Linked DNA regions of Sus scrofa: region 1 is linked to region 2. Evidence: chromatin contacts called from public HiChIP or PLAC-seq data. All regions are on one chromosome and are shown on one strand. The core of a region is the stretch at or near the end of the contact, and the rest is flanking DNA. Distances in the headings are between cores, read along the strand shown. Region 1 has its middle 44 kb from the start of LEKR1. Region 2 overlaps TIPARP (TCDD-inducible poly [ADP-ribose] polymerase).

The links. HiChIP or PLAC-seq counts read pairs in DNA pulled down with a chosen protein or histone mark.
Region 1: a contact with region 2 is called in an H3K27ac HiChIP or PLAC-seq map of alveolar macrophages. The contact joins two enhancer-like sites. A contact is called at or near these places in 4 of 47 Hi-C or Micro-C datasets (embryonic fibroblasts, epiblast stem cells, fetal skeletal muscle and 1 more) and 1 of 2 datasets of contacts at active chromatin or transcription factors (alveolar macrophages).

Annotation. Positions count from the first base shown.
Region 1 is chr13:96,595,683-96,599,312 of Sscrofa11.1, forward strand. No RefSeq gene overlaps it. Among named protein-coding and RNA genes, the nearest start is that of LEKR1, 44 kb to the right of the region's middle. Within about 2 kb of position 1,354, at least 16 of the 83 cell types and tissues checked have an H3K27ac peak or open chromatin away from gene starts, as enhancers often do. A contact at or near this core is called in alveolar macrophages and embryonic fibroblasts, where this site is marked.
Region 2 is chr13:96,518,356-96,521,880 of Sscrofa11.1, forward strand. TIPARP (TCDD-inducible poly [ADP-ribose] polymerase) reads left to right here. Exons shown (of 6, transcript XM_005669945.3): 5 at 3,273-3,525. Among named protein-coding and RNA genes, the nearest start is that of TIPARP, 24 kb to the left of the region's middle. Within about 2 kb of position 2,181, at least 7 of the 83 cell types and tissues checked have an H3K27ac peak or open chromatin away from gene starts, as enhancers often do. A contact at or near this core is called in alveolar macrophages and embryonic fibroblasts, where this site is marked.

The sequences.
Region 1 (3,630 bases), core at 104-2,603, 76 kb after region 2:
CTGGGAAGTGTGGACACTAAATTCTAGCAGTTAATAGCTTCTCTTCTGATAGTGAGAAGTATCCCATTTTAGAGAAGATTAACACGTTTTAAAGCAAGCATGTGTTACTTTTACAATTAAAAATACACACATGGAGTTCCCATCGTGGCTCAGCAGAAACGAATCTGACTAGCATCAATGAGGACGCAGGTTCCATCCCTGGCCTCGCTCAGTGGGTTAAGGAGCCAGTGTTGCTGTGAGCTGTGGTGTAGGTCACAGACTCACTTCGGATCTGGCATCGCTGTGGCTGTGGTGTAGGCCAGCAGCTACAGTTCCAATCTGACACTTAGTCTGGGAATCACCATATGTCGTGGGTGTGGCCCTAAAAAGACCAGAAAAAAAAAAAAAATTTACCCATAAAGCTATTCAGGTCTAGGGTTAGGCCCAAATCAGGGCCTAACTTCAGTATTTTAAATGGGCATTAGGAATTCATTTTCTTTGAAAGATATGAGGCTAAGCAGGTTTTCTACTTCTTCTTGAACAATGCTGATTGTGTCCTTTAAGGAATTTGTTCATTTCTTTTAAGTTGTCAGATTTATTGACACACACACACAAAGGAAATAGCCTACTCCTCAATTAAAGGGAAAGCAGAGAAAAGACGGCAATAAACTTCAGTTCATATTTCCAAACAATTCCAGGAATTTTAAATAAGATGCATTTTCATCTACATAAAAGACCTCTTGGAATGGAGAAGGGAAGGAAAGCCACTTCTCTACCAGTGGAAGGGGTTGGCTAGCTCTGGTCTGTGCAAGAGTGTGTGCAGGGACTGTGTCCATCTTGCTCATGATCACTCCGGTGTCTACTCTGGGTTGGGCATCTAGCAGGGCCTCCATACAAACTGGTTGAATTAAAAAATTAAATGGGGGAAAAATGGCAATGGTTCTGTGACAAATTTACTGAACGGTGTACAGTAGGGAAATCTGGCAGGCAGCTGATGGGAAGTTTCTTTGTTCTTACTGAGTTTAGATACTAGAGTCAAATTCTAGAATTTAAATAGGAAGTTACAAGCACCATAACCATGTTGAGGAAATTAACCAGACTGAGAAAGAGTGCTGCTCACTGGCTGAGAATCTTTCTCATACTGAAATAGCAGAAGTTGCCTAAGCAATTTTTTCTCTGCCAGCTCACAAAAAGGATCACTGATTCAGGAAATGACCTCTAAGTATAACATTTTAGTTTTAATTTTTACATTCAAAAAGTCATGTGGTGAATGGGGCCAGAATCAGAATTACCTGGGGCTTTAGTGGGTTAGAGTGTTACTGGGCAAAGTGAGAAAACAGAGCAAGATTTATTGAGCATCTCATAATGACTCATCAGGGCACAGGGTTAGTCACTCAGCACATGGTATCTCATTAAAGTTCATAACAAGCTTGTGAGGCACTGTCATCATTTACAGAAGAGGAAAAAGAGACTTGGAGAACTTGGGTAACTTGTCTCAGAAGACAAAGCCAGAAAGTGGCAGAGCTGGGATTTGAATTCAGATGGGCCTGGCTCCAGGGCCCATGGTCACTTCCTGGGCCACAGGACTCTGTCTTGGTTGGTGTTGGAGTGACTCACCTATGTCACATGAGAGCAGTCCCTGTGGAAGACTTCCAAGGACTTGGTTCCTAAGAACTGACTAGACTGGACCATCACCTCTGCAGAACTAATCCAGAAATTTTTACACTTATATGAGAGATGCCTATCCCATCTTTAACTTCTAGAAGTTTTGGGGAAATGACTTGGTATTACCAAACGGGATTCTCCAAATCCTGAATAAACACAAGCATGCTGTATATTCCCCCAAACTCATCCCAGGACATAGAGCACCCCCATGCTGAAACAAATCACAGCTCCTGAAGAACTGCTTACGAGGGTGGCAGTGATGCGGAGACAGTCACGTGTTATAAATACCCGCATGGAATAAAAATCTACATTTAATTTTCCATGATATTTGCTAACTCAGATGAAATGATTTTCATCTTCATTTTCACCACAGCAGAAAAAGTTAAAATACCACAATGCTGCAGCTTTCAGCATGTTTATATCACCTCTGATTCCTTCTCTAATGCATTTCAGGCCCAGTGTTTAGCCCCCATTGACACTATGTTAAGCACTACACCTATTTCCTTGACACACTGTCCTGAACCTCTAATGTTAGGGTGCTTCACAGCCAGGTCCTTCACTTCCTACTTTTCTCTCCTTCCAAAGCTCTACATTATCTTTTACAAAGCAACAGCACCTACCTTTATCTCCCCAGTCTTCACATCTCCAGTCAGATGTCCAATGGCAACTTCCCGTGTAACGCAGCTGCAAAGAATTCTCAGTTCCTACCTTCACCTCAAACTTATTCCTCCCCTTCCCTCTAAATTCAGTTCTCTATCCCATGATACTGTCAACCATTCTGTTGTTCAAACCATAACCTATTTCCTGGTTTCCTACTTTTCCCCTCACCTCCACATCTAATTCTTCAGCAAGTTTGAAGGTTCTGCTTCTAAAATGTCTCAAAACCATCCACTTTACTTCCTTTCTGCCAATGTTAAGCTACTAATCACTTATCTCAACTATTCTTAACTGGTTTTCTTGTTTCCATCTGTCTCCCATAAAGGAGCCAGAATGATAAGTGTAAAACATAAATAACATTGATATCCTGCAGTCTTTCAACATTTTCCAGTTGTACTATACCATGGTCCACAGGACTTGCATCATCCAGCCCCTGCCTACCTCTACAACCTCATCTCCTAGATCTTTTTCAAAACTCACAGCCCTGCAGGCACATTGTCCTCTACCTATTCCTTGACCACACAAAATTAGCTTCCTTGAGCTTTTCCTGGAAGCTCCCCAGGTTCTTCCTCCAGATTTTCCATGGCTGGGGTCTTCCTCATTATTCAGAACTGAGAGCATATGTTAGATCCTAAAAGATTCTTCCATGACCACATTAGAGTGGGTATGCCTTACTTTGCCAGTCAGCCTCTATTAAGATAATCTGTATTACTTATTTTTTCTTTTTACAGAACAGCATATGGAAATTCCCAGAGTAGGGGTTGAATCAGAGCTGCAGCTGCCCACCACAGCCACTCTGGATCCGAGTCGCATCTGCAACTGTTAAAGCTTGCAACAACGCCGGATCCTTAACCCACTGAGCAGGGCCAGGGATAGAACCCACATCCTCACACAGACAATGTCAGGTCCTTAATTTGCTAAGCCACAGCAGGAAACCCCTTGTTTTAGTATTTTTATTGTAAAATCATCTATAATTATTTTTCAATCATTTACTTATCTATTTATTGTCTGCTTATCCCTAGAGAAAGATACCATCACGTGGGCAGGGAACTTTTCTTTCTTGTTAAGGGCTGTATCTCCAGCTCTAAGATTCATCTTTCACTGAAACAGGAGAAGTTGCCTGGGCAATTTTCTCTCTGCCAGACTACAGAATTGTAGGAAAAGACCTCAAAGTATAACATTTTAGTTTTAATTGTTGCATTAAAAATACTGTGGTGAATGGGACCAGAGTTAAGCTTCTAAATCAGAATCAGAGTAGCACTTAGTAGGTGTCCAATAACAGTCTGTTGACTATTGAATGCACAATTGCTTCATTATGATGACAAGGGA
Region 2 (3,525 bases), core at 931-3,430:
CCTAGAGGGGAGAAGGAGGAGGAGCACTAGTTCCAAAAAGCAGATTTCAGAGGTAGATTTCTAAAGCGACCATGACCTTAGCCAGGAAGAAAGTTTTGTTTTCAAGTGTTAGTAAATGCAAAGGGTCGACAGAAACATAGGTGTTAAAAAGGCCACACTTATCAGGGAATCAGATTTGCCTAAGAATTAGGAATGCTAGAGGTTGGGGTTGGGGGGGGGGCAGGGGATTCTGGCCTAAGTCATGAATTGCCTGCAAACTCTTTTTAAATGAGGGTTTCCCCACTGCAATTTTTCCTCTCCAGTTTTATGGAGATATAATTGACATAAAACACAGTGTAAGTTTAAGATGAACAGCATAATGACTTAACATGTATATATTGTAAAACGATTACCAGAACCAAAGTTTAGCTAACATTCTTCATAGTGAAAAAAAATTTTTTTTCCCATGCTCTTGCTGATTTTTAATAGGGGTGATAAAAAGGATCTTATTCTTCAGTATTAGGCTGCTTTAGCTGAGGCTGCATAAGCCAACGCTTGTCAGGTTTAGAGGTTTGGAAGAGGACATCTGTCCTGTGCAATCACCGCATGGTCATGAGAAAGCCTGGGAGGATTTCTTTAACTCCTCCCTAAAAAGGATAAAATGAATTTTACTTCATTGAAGTTAGGTTAGGAAACGACTTTCAGAATGGCCAGGAGCGGGAAGGAGAATGATACACAGTGACCTTGGATTTTGCAGATTCATTCTTCAGCGATACTTGAGTACAAGCTCCACAGCCTTTGACTTTGCCTCTCTAAAGAAGGCTGGGACAGCACGTGAAGCTTGCAGTATGTCATTGGAATACCCATGAGCTGAAGACAGACTCAGCATTCTCGGAAAATGAAGCCACATTTGTAACCATGCTTAGAATATGTATTTTTAACCCCAGACAACCAGAGTGTAGAGGTTTATCAGACAGATGTCTACATGCATTTTTATGTTTTAGCCCAATTAGGATGTTTGGCATATTAAAAGTAAACATCGATGGGTAGGAATGGTAGCAGAAAGAAAAGGAGCAGCGTTTCTTCTATTGTCAGTGCCAGATTTTCAGTACGGCTGTGACAGCCTAAAACCTATTTTGGACAAGGTGGTTGGGAGAATTTTATCTTCTTCCTTCAATACCTAATAACACAGGAAAACCTAGTGGGCTAGGACTTACTACTGTCTTTGCAGAGTAGGGATAGAGGGAATAACTAAAAATAAGGAGCTTTCCGTAGTCTGTTTCCTGCCATTCTTCCAAACAGTGATGGCTTTTTAAGGTGTTAGAAACCTTTCAGAATCTGATTAAAACAGTAGAGCCTTGCTTCAGGAAAAAGAAAAAAAAAAAAAAAAGTACTGGTGAAGGAAAGAGGGTTCTGGAGGAGTCTGTCAGGCCTTTGTGCGAATGCTCTGGAAGATAAGAACTGTTGTGCCAGTACCCCTTTAGATCTGCTCCTGAACTTAAAAGCATCTGGGGATTCTGCAAGCCCTGGATCCACCCAGAAATGTCTCACAAATGGGCTTTGAGGCACAATAAATCAGATCCACAGCTGCTTGAAGGTGGTGGGAGGCAGAGAAGGTACCTCTGTCTCTAGAGCTTTTGCTTCTTATAAAGCCATCTCTGAAAAGTCAGAAGACAGTGAGGCAGTGGTAGGGAGAGTCAGGCAGACCTGAGTTGCAATCCTGGTATCCATCCATCACTTTGTTAGAAAAAGAAAATATATGTACATATGAACTGTGAAGTATATGGAAATGCAGAGTATGTGCTCACAAACTAGATACACCTGGGTTCAGATCCTGTCTCTGTTCTTTGCTAGCTATGCTGGCAGTTTTTTTTTCAGTGGAAAAGTGGGAATAACCACACCATCTTGCAGGGTAGTTGGAACAAGAAGTGATACTGTGTGTGAAATGCCTGGTCTGTAGTATGTGCTTAGTATAATAATGTGACTATAATGAGAGAGCTGAGGGTAAAGATATCCTCTTGGAGATTAGATGCATGTTCAACCACAGTTGTAACCTCTGTGTCACAAAGCTCTTTTGAAAATTTCGGTTTCCTAATCCATTTGGCAGATGTACAGCTTCCTTGTGACCACTGTATGCTGATGGGTGTTGTAGTGCCCTGGGCCTGAATCTGGGTCTCAGGGTCAGGATTTCCTTTCTCTTTGCTTCTTCCCTTTTGCTCTGTTTTGCAAATAGCCAAGAAGTATGATTTAAATCATTAAATCAGGCAAGAGTAAGAACTATCAAAGCTGCTCCTTGTCTAAACTCATCCTTGTAACAGATCTGAATTTTTAAGGTTCAAGGATATTCTGGTACCTTGAGCTTAAAGTCATTAGCTCCATCTTAAGCACATCTAAAGCTGTACACTTTTAATTGTATCGATGGTTTTGTTATCTGGGCTTCGTTATCTGTGATATTTTAAAATGAAGGAAATGCCAAATGTCAGCTTTTAATGCCTGATCCATGATTTGTGTGGTTTTATACAAAACTAGAGCAGAAGGTATTTATTTTTCCTATTTTCTGTCATCTTCCTGTAAGTGCCCTCTTGCCCACTGTGCTCCCCCTTCTGCATAGCCTTTAGTAATTGTGTCTTTACTTAGTACAGCAGTTTGCTGAATGCATATAAATTATCATTGCTCCCTTGAAACAGAGCTTAACTATGTAGGCAAAAGAGGAGTCCAGTCTTCAAAAAGTAAAGATATTTATAAATTGGCACTTCCTTGCCTTGCAATAGGGCATTTCAGAATTTCCTCCACAAGGAGAAGGCCAGGGGGGAAGTTAATAAACACTGCTTGTCCAGAGATCACCTATTAAGATTTTTTAATAGATAGCATTTCCTGTATTGTTTATTTTTTATTATTATATATTATTTATTATTATTATTATTTTTTTTTTAAGGGCCACACCAATGCTTGGAAGCTCCCATGCTAGGGGTTGAATTGGAGCTGTAGCTGCCAGCCTTTGCCACAGTCACAGCAGTGCGGGAATCCAAGCCACATCTGTGATCTACACCACAGCTCATGGCAATGCCATGTCCTTAACTCACTGAGCGAGTCCAGGGGTCAAACCCATTTCCTTATAGATACTAGACTAGTTGGGTTCTTAACTGGCTGAGCCACCATGGGAACTCCTCCTAAATTTTTTTTAAATAAGCATTTGAGCTACGCAGATTATATTAGATACTGCTAAAGAGCACAATGTGACATGTACTTACTGCCAAGTGTTTAACATGGATGTTCCTTTTTCTCCCTTCTAGGACACTTGGTGGTGTTCCCACACAGGCTCCTCCACCACTTGAAGCAACATCATCATCACAAATCATCTGCCCAGATGGGGTCACCTCAGCAAACTTTTACCCAGAAACTTGGGTTTATATGCATCCATCTCAGGACTTCATCCAAGTGCCTGTCTCTGCAGAGGACAAAAGTTATCGAATCATTTATAATCTTTTTCATAAGACTGTGCCTGAGTTTAAATATAGAATTTTACAGATATTGAGAGTCCAAAAT